Linked DNA regions of Callithrix jacchus: region 2 is linked to region 1. Evidence: chromatin contacts called from public Hi-C data. All regions are on one chromosome and are shown on one strand. Each heading gives the region's core, a stretch centred on a gene start, on an enhancer-like site or on the middle of the called end of the contact. The rest is flanking DNA. Distances are from core to core; before and after follow the strand shown. Region 1 overlaps KAZN (kazrin, periplakin interacting protein). Region 2 overlaps KAZN (kazrin, periplakin interacting protein).

The links. A called contact is a pair of places that touch in the nucleus more often than the background predicts.
Region 2: a Hi-C map of induced pluripotent stem cells shows a contact between it and region 1, with 2.1 times the contacts expected there. The contact joins two enhancer-like sites. A contact is called at or near these places in 2 of 3 Hi-C or Micro-C datasets (induced pluripotent stem cells and skeletal muscle).

The regions. Positions count from the first base shown.
Region 1 is chr7:52,255,525-52,261,759 of calJac240_pri, reverse strand. All of the region lies in intron 3 of KAZN (kazrin, periplakin interacting protein), which reads right to left. Among named protein-coding and RNA genes, the nearest start is that of TMEM51, 250 kb to the left of the region's middle. Within about 2 kb of position 3,394, at least 3 of the 16 cell types and tissues checked have an H3K27ac peak or open chromatin away from gene starts, as enhancers often do.
Region 2 is chr7:52,441,537-52,447,771 of calJac240_pri, reverse strand. KAZN (kazrin, periplakin interacting protein) reads right to left here. Exons shown (of 18, transcript XM_035252956.3): 13 at 2,206-2,437; 14 at 259-360. Among named protein-coding and RNA genes, the nearest start is that of TMEM51, 59 kb to the left of the region's middle. Within about 2 kb of position 3,406, at least 4 of the 16 cell types and tissues checked have an H3K27ac peak or open chromatin away from gene starts, as enhancers often do.

The DNA.
Region 1 (6,235 bases), core at 2,145-4,644:
CCTGGCCAACATAATGAAACCCTGTTTCTACTAAAAATACAGAAGCGGGCCAGGTGTGGTGGCACATGCCTGTAGTCCCAGCTACTTGAGAGACTGAGGCAGGAGAATTATTTGAACCTGGGAGGTGGAGGTTGCAGTAAGCTGAGATTGTGCCACTGCAGTGAAACTCCGTAGAAATACGGAAGCCACATTCTGTTTGCAGCCTAATCTCAGACAGGACAGCCCATCCCCTTCTCCCTATTCTGTTCCCTAGAAGTACATCTGGATCTCACCCACAATCTAGGAGAAAAGACAAAATGAGGTGGACACCAGGAGGCTCAGGGATCATTGGAGTCATCTTGGAAGCTGCCCACCCAGGGGGTTGGTGACACAGTCCCTAGAACAGAGAAGCCAGGATTCAAATCCTGGCTCTCGCCCTCACTAGTGTGTGATTGTGGGCAGACGAATCCATCCCTGGAATCCTCAGGTTCTCCATCAGTAAAATGGAAATGATCGTGGTCACTACTTGCCGATGAGGTGCATGTAAAGCTCTGTGCGGAGCCTAGCATAGGGTAAATCCTCAAAAACTGGGCTAGTGAAACATTCCCAGAGGAGGCCGGAGTGACATGCCCATGACTTCTGAGTGGGACACACTCCCTGCTATCTCTATGGACACTGCCATCTTCAGTCCACTCCTGGGGACTCCAAAGTGACTTCGAAGCCCTTTGGCAGCCCCTGGGCCACCTTTATTGCCAAGGCCACTGGCAGGGATGGCGCTGATCTCCTTTTCTTCCCTCGGCTATCCCAGCAGGACTCTGGGACTCAGGTGCATCAGGAAGGATTAGAGTGGGATTTTCCCCAAATCTATTTAGACCTTTGCCCTTGGGGGTGAGGATTTTACTTGGGGTCCATACTGCCATCTGTCCTGGCCAGGCTGGAGACTTTTGTGGGCCTGTCATGGGCTCACCGATACCCTTTGATGGTCTTCTCAGGACCCCCAATGACCTGGCAGAGATCCTGATCTCCTTTAGGGCCTTGCAAAGGGCTTCTCCTAGAGGCAGAGCTTAGCCTAGTCCTCAGGCAGAACAGGCCATTAAAGCAATTTCACAGAGCTCAGCTGGCCTTCATGCCCTGCCTGTTGGACTGTCAAGAGCCCTAGATTATTATTTTTTTTTTCTTTTTTGGAGACAAAGTCTTGCGCTGTCACCCAGCCTAGAATGCAGTGGTGTGATGAAGGCTCAATGTAGCCTCCAACTCCTGGGCTCAAGTAATCCTTCAGCCTCAGTCTCCCAAGTACCTAGGACCACAGGTGGGCCACTGCCATGCCCAGCTAAGTTTTAATTTTTTTGTAGAGGTGGGGTCTCACTCTGTTGCCCAGGCTGCCTTGAACTCCTGGCCTCAAGTGGTCCTCTTACCTTAGCCACCCAAAGCACTAGAATTACAGGTATGAGCCGCCACAATGAGCCCCAAGTTATATTCATAATTGTAACAAAAGAATAAAGTCCTTCCTTCCAGGGGCCACACCTCACCTTTTCTAAGCCCGTTTTTGAAGAGTTCACTTCAAGTAGGAAAGTTTCCGCAGAAAGTTAAAATGTTTTACCTTTTATTCAAAATAAAAAGAATAGGCCGGGTGCGGTGGCTCACATCTGTAATCCCAGCACTTTGGGAGGCTGAGGCGGGTAGATCGCATGAAGTCAGGAGTTCAAAACCAGCCTGGCCAACATGGTGAAACCCAGTCACTACCAAAAATACGAAAATGAGCTGGACTGGTGGTGGACACCTGTAATCCCAGCTACTCGGGAGGCTGAGGCTGGAGAATCGCTGGAACCTGGGAGGCGGAGGCTGCAGTATGCTGAGATCATGCTATTGCACTCCAGCCTGGGCAAGAGAGCAACACTATGTCTCGGGAAAAAAAAAAAAAAAAAAAAAAAGAACAGTGAAAATGGTACTACTACTAGTTATAATATTAATGGCAAACATTTACATAGCACTTACTATGTGCCATGTGTTGGGCACTGTTGTAAGAATTTTACATATTAATTTAATCCTCCTAACAACCCAGAGAGGTAAGTGTACTATTATTATCATCCCCACTTTACAGATGAGGAAACAGACACAGAGAGTTTACGTCACTTACCCAAAGTCACACAGCCAGTAAGTGATGGAAGCAGGACTAACGCCCGCATAGTCTGGCAGCAGGGGCCATGCCCATAGTCACGGTGCTGCCTTGGGAATAGTTGTGATTTACTGAGCACTCACCTCAGTCCAGGGACATGCTTTCCAGCTCATTCAACCCGCCAAACCACCCTATCCCCAGGTTCCAGCTGAGAAAACAGAGGTTTCGGGAGACAAAAAGACTTATCCAAGGTGATGCCGCTGGAAAATGCAGCGTTGGGAGTCTAACTGTAAGTGAGCGGTGTTCTCTGCAGAACTGCCTCCTACATCAGGGGTTAGGGAGAATGCGTGCCTGTGGGCAGGGGGGAACAGTCACCTCCTCATTCTTCATAAAGAGGGGGGCTCATAGGGAACCTGCAGCAGCGCCCGGGGCAGGATGTGTCCTCTGCTGCCCCCGGTGGCTACTAGTGGAACTACTTCCCCAACTAGGGCCCTTGGCACTGGGAATCTTGGCACTGTGTTCACCACCGCAGTTTTCAGACCCTGTGTCTCCACTTCCTCTGTGGGATTTAAGAGACACAGAGGGCCAGGGGCCAGCAAGGGGCCCAAGAAAAGAATAACTGACTGTTTACTGAGCACTGCCACCTCTATGCCAGGCACTATGCTGGAGACTCCTTATGTAAAAGTTATATTAATAGCTCTTAACAATGGTATATAATCATTATTGTCAAGAGCTATTGATAGTAGACAGAGCATTTTACACATATTAGCTCATCTAATAGTAGACAGAGCATTTTACACATATTAGCTCATTTTCATCCTCAAAACAACTATATAAGTACTATTACTATCCTCATTTTGTCAATGAGGGATCCAAGGTTCAGAGAGGTTAAGCAGGTTGCCTCAGGTCACACGGCTAGTATAAGGTGGAGCTAGGATTTAAACTCAGAAAGTTCTGGCTCCAGAACCTGTTCTCTTAACCATTATGCCATTATTGGTGGGATGGCAATGGAGCCCCAGCCTGCCATTCTTGAAGGCAACAAAATGATCTCAAAGACTAGGCTGGGGAACAACTTCCAGATTCTTGCTGGGTCAGCTGTGAGGTCCAAGGATGCTGGCCTGGCCTGTCCCTTTAAGGCTTAAAGTGCCCATGTCTCCTAGAGCGCCTCATCTCCCACAGTGGCTACAAGGAAGTCAGAACGTAGAGTAAGAAGCCCTGTGCAATCGTGCCTGGGCCTTTCCTGGGAAGATCTCTGTGCTTCCTGCAAACAGTAATTTGGCATCCCAACACGAAGGGGGTTTTAGCTGCTCAAAGACAGAGCTGGCTTTTCTCCTGTTGGTAGGTGAGAAGAACAAAGCCCAGAGAGGCAGACGTTGCCTGGGGCATACAGCAAATCGAGGGCCAGGGGAACTAACCCAGGTAAAGCCTGGGGCAGCAGCTCTCAAAGTGTGGGTCCTGATCGGCTGCAGCAGCGGCTCTCCTGAGCGTGGAGGAGAAATGCAAATTCTTGGCCCTATCCCAGACCTCTGCCTCAGAAGCCCAGGAGGCGAGGCCTAACCGTCTGTTGGCACAGCCCTCCAGGGGACCTTGTTGCTGCCACAGCTGAGGGCCCCTGCCCTGCCTGGAAGGTCTGCTAGGTCTTCATGCCCTCTGAGTGGGGAGGAAGGAGGCAGTGGAGCATGGCGAGGTCGTGTTTTCAGTGGCTGTGGCGTCGGAATGACATCATACCCCCTCCTCGATCCTGACTGTTTTCTGTACCCAAGGTCCAAATGCAGAGGCCTCCCTCGTCAGCAGGCCACCTGCCTAGGCTCCAGGAGGCCTGTCCGCACACGCCTGCGGCTGCTTTCCCCATAATCATGGGCTTTGCCCGCCTGTCTACCCGCCCACCAGATCGCGGGCACGTCAGCCAGAGCGACTCCCGGCTTCTCCAACTCAAGGCAGAGCACACAGGTCCCCCGTCACCACTGTACAAGCAGATTAGGGGCTTTGGGGCTGCAAGGACTCCCAGCAAGGTTGGGAACGGGCCTCACTTTGCCCTCAGTAGCCCCAGCATGGGCCAAGCCCAGACAGCCAGGCAGAGAGTTCTGGACTCTGGACATCAGAAAGTCACCTTAGCCCTGGCCTCTGGGTTTTCAGGGCAGAAATCTGTAATAGCCCCTAGTCCCAATGGGACTAATTAGAATTTGTTCTAAATTCTTCTTTCCCCAGGATTGTTATTTAAATATCTTTGGAACTGGTTTCAGGAGGCAGATTTGTTGAACAGATACGTAGGAAGGGCTGGCATCTTCCCCCTGAAGTTTCTCATTAAAACAAACAAGCAACACGTGTTTGGGTAAATGTGAAAGGCGCTGCCTTTCTTTCAGCTTTTAAAGACTTGACCTTTGGGAGTGGAATGTTGCTCCCAGATCAGGGGCCCTGTGGAGGGGTACTCAGGGATTCCCGGGATAAAGCGCAACCCCGAGAACGGTGGGGCGGGCCTAATCCCAACTCCCCCCGAAACGCAAGGCACGGGCCGCGGTTTAAACTTGCTCTATGCCCACAGTGCCAGGCACACCACAAGCACACACTCCAAAAGAGTCTCAAGTCTAGCTCAGGGCCTCCCAGTTTCCCGTGCCAACCTTAACAAGCTCCTTCCGTCACTCCAGCCCTCCCCACCTTGCCACGCGTCTCAGGTCTTACTAAAGGACAGTACCCAGCATTTCCTGTGGGCCAGTCAGTATGACTGTTGTCAGCTTGCTTCACCCCCGACCTGCCCTATGAGAAGGCACTGTTCTACCCATTTTAAAACAGAGTAAACCAAGGTTGAAAGAAGGCAGCAGGGCTTGCAGACTGGTGGCCGTGGAGCTCCATCTGGCCTGTGAATGTGGTTTTTTTTTTCCAGTACTCTAGTAAAAAACGAATTTTTAACTGGATGCCTACATGTTAACATTAGGATAACTTACACCAAAAACTTCAGATTTTTAGCTTTCACCTGGCCTTTCCGAAAAGATTAGGCTGTGCATGGTGGTTCACATCTGTAATCCCAGCACTTTGGGAGGCCAAGGCAGGAGGATCGCTTGAGCCCAGGAGTTGGAGACCAGCCTGGCCAACATGATGAAACCCTGTCTCTACAAAAAACACGAAAATCAGCTGGGTGTGGTGGCGTGCAGCCGTAATTCCAGCTACTCGGGAGGCTGAGGTGGGAAGGAGGTATTATCAACCCCCCATTTCATCCCACATGGTGACAGTGTGTCCTCTCACCCCCACTCTGGTAGGTCCCCTCTGCTCCTCGCCTGCTTAGCTCTGGCTACCTCACCCAGGTACGTGACCTGCCTGGCTACTCCAGGCACAATTAGTGGAAGGCAAAGTCAGTGTTTATCCAGCTCTCTGTCAGGTACATCTCATCAGTGCCCACTCCTGGGAGACCCCAATGTGGCAGGTTAGAAAGAGCACTGGACAGGGAGCCAGGAGATATGGGTGCTTGTTCTGTGGGCTAGGTGGCCCTGGGAAGATCCTTTACCCTTTCTTTCTTTCTGTCTTTCTTTTGAGACAGAGTCTCCCTCTGTCTCCCAGGCTGGAATGCAGTGGTGCGATCTCAGCTGACTGAAACCTCTGCCGTTTGGGTTCAAGTGATTCTCCTGTCTCAGCCTCCTGAGTAGCTGGGATTACAGGCGCCCACCACCACCCCCAGCTATTTTTTGTATTTTTAGTAGAGATGGGACTTCACCTTGTTGGTCAGGCTGGTCTCAAACTCCTGACCTTAGGTGATCCACCTGCCTCGGTCTCCCAAAGTGCTGTGATTAGAGGCGTGAGCCACTGCGCCTGGCCGACACTTTTCCCTTTCATGGCCTCAGTTTTCCCATGTATAAATTAGGGTCTTGGATAGAACAATCTTCCAGACCCCTTCTGCTCCTATCAGCTCTAGCACGGCTCCTCCCAGCTGCAGAGCCCACTAGGAAAGTGTCCTAGGGATTCCAGACCAGCCAGGTGCAGGCTTGCCCACCTGAGCCATCCTGTGGCCCTGGGCACCTCCTAGCCAGGGAACTGCTCCAGTGCTGCACCATCAGCACCAGCAGGGGTCAAGGCTGTGTGCCTTCCCAGTGACAGGGTATGGGTTCCATACTTGAAGCAGCCTCTGGCACCTAATAACCTCATTACACA
Region 2 (6,235 bases), core at 2,157-4,656, 190 kb before region 1:
CCCTGCCCCATGTGAGAAAAGCATCATGGGTAAGCAGTTCTCTCTTCCTGAGTGACAAGAGGCAGGTAATTCTTGCTGGGCCTGGGTTAAGATGCCCCAGCCCACACAAAGGGGATATTAATTTGTGTGGGATTTGCCTATAGATTTGCATGTGATCTGCATATTGATTTGCATGGGATTTTCATATTGATTGCATGCAGATTTGGATGGGATTTGCATATGGCCAAGAACCAGCCCGGCTCCCACCATCAACCTCACCTTCAGGTCAATGTCTCGAACCCACTTGAGCACCCGCTGGTTGGTCCACACCACAGGGTCAGTGTTCTGCATCTCGCAGCGGGCTCGGCGCTCCTGGAGGGCCTTGTGGGGAGACAGTGGGTCAGTCAGAGGGACAAGGGGACACACAGAGGCCACGTGTAGAGTGGGGGCCCATTGCACCTCTTTTTTCCTGAGATGGAGTCTTGCTCTGTCGCCCAGGCTGGAGTGCAGTGGTGCGATCTTGGCTCACTGCAACCTCAACCTCTGCCTCCCAGGTCAAGCAATTCTCCTGCCTCAGCCTCCAGAGTAGCTGGGATTACAGGTGCCCACCATCACACCTGGCTACTTTCTTTTTGCACTTTTAGTAGCAATGGGGTTTCACCATGTTGGCCAGGCTGGTCTCGAACTCCTGACCTTGTTTGTGATCTACCCACCTCGGCTGCCCAAAGTGCTGGGATTACAGGCGTGAGCCACCAGGCCTGGCCCCTGCACTTCTTTTTACATGTAACTGCTGTGATCTCCTACAACTGCCTCCTCAGCAAACTGAGGCCTGGGGCGAGGGCCCATGTCCTTGTCACTCCTTGTCCTCGGCATGGCATGGAGAAGGCACTGCTGCTTTCTTGCTCCACACCGAAAGCTCCAACTTTGCCCAGAGCCACACAGCAGCACATCTTGGAGTCAGAATGAAAACCCATGTGGCTGATTCCAAGTCCTCCCTCACCACCTCACCGCCATATCACAGGCTTCCTGGGTCCCACAGGGAGTGACCCCAGTGCCATGCACACAGTAGGTACACAGCAAATGTTTTCCAGTGGGTGTTTGAGAAGGGGGACAAAGGACTGGTTGGCCCCCTCTTCTGTTCCTCTTCTCCTGACCTTGAATTGCTTGGGCTCTGACATCACTCTACCTGGACTCAGTGCCACAGGGCCCAGCAGCTCAGGCCCCTGGTGACCTCTGCAGCACCCGCTTCACCACTCCCCACCTCAAAGCCAGCACCCCACCCAACAGGACTCTGCTGCCATGGATCAGTCCTCTGGGCCTTTGCCATGCTGTTCCCTCTGCTGGGTTGCTTTTCCCCTCATGTCTTCTATTGATTCCTGGGCTCCTCCTTCAGATCTCAGTTTACTCATTGCTATCTCTGGGGAGCTGTCCCTGAGTCTGCTCTTTTTTTTTTTTTTTTTTTTTTTGAGACAGTTTCGCTCTTGTTACCCAGGCTGGAGTGCAATGGCGCGATCTCGGCTCACCGCAACCTCCGCCTCCTGGGATCAAGCAATTCTCCTACCTCAGCCTCCTGAGTAGCTGGGATTACAGGCACGTGCCACCATGCCCAGCTAATTTTTTTGTGTTTTTAGTAGAGACGGGGTTTCACCATGTTGACCAGGATGGTCTCAATCTCTTGACCTCGTGATCCACCTGCCTCGGCCTCCCAAAGTGCTGGGATTACAGGCGTGAGCCACTGCACCCGGCCTCTTTTATACATAAATAACAAACATTTAAAACATTTTAAAATTTATTTTTATTTTTTTGTTGGTATGCATAGTAGGTGTGTCTTCTGTAGTGTTCATAAAGCCCCGGGCTTCCCTCATTGGGACAATGTCCCACAATATTGGCACCACCCACTTCCTTGTGGTTCTCTCTGATAAGCAGGGAGCTCTCCAAGGATGAGGGCTCCCATTTCCCTTGCCCTGAGCACAGCGCCTGCCTCATGCCCAGTAGGGGGTTGTTGGAAGGAAGGCAGGCAGGAGAGAGGATGTTGCTGGCTGGCTGGATGATGGATGGATAGGTAGAGGGATGGACAGATGATCAATAGACAATGGATGGCTGGATGATGGGTGGATGGGTGACAGATGAATAGATCGGTGGTGGGTGGACAGATGAACAGACAGTAGATGCCAAGGGGAGGGGTGAGCAGGGGAAGGTGCCCCCACCCTGTGCCCTGGTCCTCACCTCCCTGCTGAAGTTCACTTGGTACAGCAGCTCGATCCCCAGCAGGATGCTGACCTGGTGGAATTTCTTGGACACGTTCAGGTGCTTCTCCAGGTCTCGCTTCATCAGGGAATTCAGCATCCGCCCATCAACCAGGTGGTTCTGGAAGGCCTGGGAGTACTGGGACAGACCGATGTCATTCAGCCAGGCCTTGGCCACCCAGTGATGGTCCAGCTCGGCAGCTTTGGACAGGCTGGGGAGGAGACACCACCAGAGAGTGGATGGGTGGGGAAAGGCGGCAGAAACAGAGGGACGGGTGGAGATGCAGAGAGAAGAAAAGCAATGGGGAAGGGGAGGACTGAGAGAGCCATAGAGACAGACATGGACAGGGATGGAGCCGAGAGATCGAGAGGAAAAAAGAGAACAAAGACAGAGCAGAGATGGGGAGAGAGGTGGATGGAAGAGGAAGACAGAGAGAGAGAAAGGGACGGGGAGAGAAGGGACACAGAAAGAGAGAACCAAAAGAAAGAAGCAGAGGGAGATGGAGAACAAAGAGGAAGAGGCAGAAAGAGAGAAAGAGAGGCAGAAAGAGAGAGAGAGACAAAGAGAGAGAGGCAGAAAGAGAGAGAGAGAGACTCAAGGGATCAACAGAAAAACACAAACAAACTGAAGGGAACAGGAAGAGAAAATCCGAGAATCCCACATGCAGATGCAGTGAGGGTGAGAAGGCACAGGGGTGGGGAGCAGAAGGGCCATGTGCGGCGGGAGGCAGCACCTCTGGGGACCCCGCCCCTCTGCCTAAGCCCCCCTCATTTCCCTGGGGGCCTCCACAGCATCCCCAAGACCCATAAAGCTTGGGCTTGGCCTACTCGATTGGCACATCCCTCCCCAGCGCTCTGTGGTCTGTTCCCCTGTTTTGGGGTTGTTGGGTGTCCCTTCAGGTGCGCCAGACAGTCCCGATCGTGCATGAAGAAGGCACTGCTGCCGTCCTTGCTCTACAGATGGGACGCTCTGACTTTGCCTAGAGCCACACAGTGGCCCATCTTGGAGTCAGAATTAAAGTCCACGTCTGGCTGATTACGAACCCTCTGTCTTACCACTGCACTGCCGGGTCTCAGATTCCCCTGTGCCCCACATATCAATGACCCCTGTACCATGTATACAGCAGGTGCACAAGTGCTTGAATTTTTAAGCCGGTGGGGTGTCTGTGCATGGCTGTCATTCCTCCGCCAGCCACACAGTGGCAGCCTTGCAGAAGGAATGAGGACTACTGCATCACACCTGCAAGGGACTGCAAAATGCCCCAGGCTTGACAGGTGGGAGAGCACTGGTCTAAACTGGAGCCACAGGGGGCCACAAATCGATCAGTACATGAAAGGGAAAGTGGTAGGCTTGCAAAACCACTCCACTTTGCTCCTGGGGCAGCAGCCAGAGATGGCTGGGCATGCCACCCTCCTGCTGAGGGTCCTGGGTGGGTTCTCTCTGTCCTTCCTGCCTTTATGCCTATGCATTGAGCATCGCCTGATCGCCCTGCTGGGGTACATGCTGCTATATAATGCGCTCCTTTTCCTTCCTAACCCCTCCCCTCTTTCTCTGGGCACTCTTGGCTCTGTATTACCTATTGCCAGGGCTCTGGAAGGCAACCTTGAGGGAGGACTCCCAAACTCACCACTCTCTTCTGAGCATCTAAGCTCTGAGCTCTTTTCTGAGCTCCTCTTTCCTCTCTCAGCCTCTAACTGCCCTATCGATGCCTCCTGGCTGTCACAGACGTGTCATACTTAATGGCTCAGCTGTTCCCCTTCACTGTCACTGTCACCAGGGGCCCTTCTCTGTCACCCAGCTCCCAAGCTGGGAGCCCGTCCTTGTCTATCAGTCACTCTGGTCAGTGCATCCTCTGTCCCCTTCTCGCCTGTCCAAGCTCTAAGCCGCAGCCATCTCTGGTGTGGGTTTCTGCCACTGTCCCTGACTGCCCCCTGTTTCTTGCCTTAGCTTCCCTTCTATTCCACACTCCCCAGGACTGTCAGGGGGTCCTTTAAAAATGTCAATCTGATTATGCACTCCCCTGCCTAACACTCCATGGCTTCCCTTTGCAAGAATAAAATTGGAAGTCCTTTGAGTGTTCCACGAGGGTCATCCGCACTGACCCTGGCTGACTTCCCCTCTCCCAACGCACATGGGGCTCAGGCTCTGGGGGGCTGTTTCCTGGAGGCACTGACCTCTTCACCCCCCACTCCCCTCCCCAACCCAGGACTCACTCCTCCTCACCCCTTGGGCATCAAATCTCCCTGTCCTCTGAATCTGCGGTCTAAAACTGCCCCCAAGTCTGCTCACTGTCCCTAGCGCTTTCCTTCAACGCTCTAATCACACATTGAATCTTAGCAATTAACTGGTGTGTCCACTCGTTTATTTTCTCTCTTCCCCACCTTAGCAGATAAGCTCTGCCAGTACAGAAACTGTTCAGTGCCAAACAGCGCAGTGCTACGGCACAGTAGGCACTGATGGAATGCTTGCTGGAAGAATGGCTAAGAGAAGGGTGGGCCCCCAGCTTGGCTTCACTCTCCTTCCCTCTGCCCCTTGGCCTCCCAGAACCACTTGGGTCCACCGGGGGCCCCTTGTCTCCTGGCCTGTTCTTCACCCCACGCTCTTCCCCTGGTGAGCTCCTATGGACTCCGCAGAGATGTCTGATCTCCTGGAAGCCTTTGAAGATGCCATGCTGGGTCTCTGCGCCCGAAGCCCCTGAAAGTTCACCCTTCTCTGTGCCATCCCTTCTCAGTTCCCATCCCTGGACCAGTCACACTGTGGTTCACGGCTATGCATCTGGCCAGCTGCCTCACTGGACAGTCAGCTCCTGGAGGGCAGGACTGGGGGTGGCTTATCTGTGAATGTCCAGGGCCCCTTCAGACTCAGAGTTCAGCTCACCAGTGTTTGTTTCACAGTTTAATGTGTGGATGATGGAGCAGGGCTGGGTGGGTGGGGCATTTGCCCCAGTCCACCTGGAGGCCGCCCAGCTGGAGCTCCTGAACTGGAACCTTCTGGCCCAAGACAACCTCCCTTCTAGGATGAAAAGGTCCTGGGGCAGTACCCCTCCCAGCCCCTCAAGGACCAGGCTCAGCCTTGTTACAGGAGGACCGGAGGTGGGGCCCACAGCCCTCTGAATCAGATGCCACTGGGCCAGGTTTGTCACTGATGGAGACTAGAATGGACTCCCCTCCTCTCTGGAGCAAGAGTTTGCTCAGCAAATCAGTGGTGCAACAAGAGTTGGGGTGGGGAGCTGGGGAGGGGGCACCCCACTTAACCTACTCGGGAGAGGCCCATCCATAATCTGCCATCTCCGTCTGCATGTCCACAATTAATGTGCTCCTGCCCTTCAGAAATGTTCTCTTTTCATTAACGTTGTCCCCGTGGGGCCCCAGCTTGGCAATACGTTGCCAGCTGTTGGTTTGAGCTATTTATTGTAAGAGCCCAAGTCGAAAAAAAAGGATGATTTTAAAAGAAATTCAGACATTTTATAAAATTTGTCACTGCCCCGTCCCTGAACTGGAGCCAGATTAGTCTCTGAAATCCGAGAACAGGCACAAAATTTAGATATCGTCTGGGTCATGGCACAGCACGGCACATGGGGGGCTGTTCTGGCTCTGTTATTTTTAGCTCTGGGAGCTTGAACCTCTGGGTCTCTGTTTTTTCCTCTGTAAAATGGGGGAGAATCGTGTTTGCCTCACGGAGCTGTAGGGACTAAAAGAGTGGAGAATGCAAAACCCCTAACACAGGGTCTGGGACACACCTGGTGTTCCATAAATAGTAGGAGGAAGAGCTGTCACTGTTCTTGTTTTTAACACAAAGGCAGCACGGGATCCCGAAAAGGCAATGGCTTTGAAGTCAGGTCTTTTATGGTATGACTTTCTGCTCATCATTTCTCTGCACCCAATTGTCTTCATTTTTTTTTTGTTTTTTGAGATGGAGTTTCGCTCTTGTTGCCCAGGCTGGAGTGCAATGACATGATCTCCACTCACGGCAACCTCCGCCTCCTGGATTCAAGCAGTTCTCCTGCCTC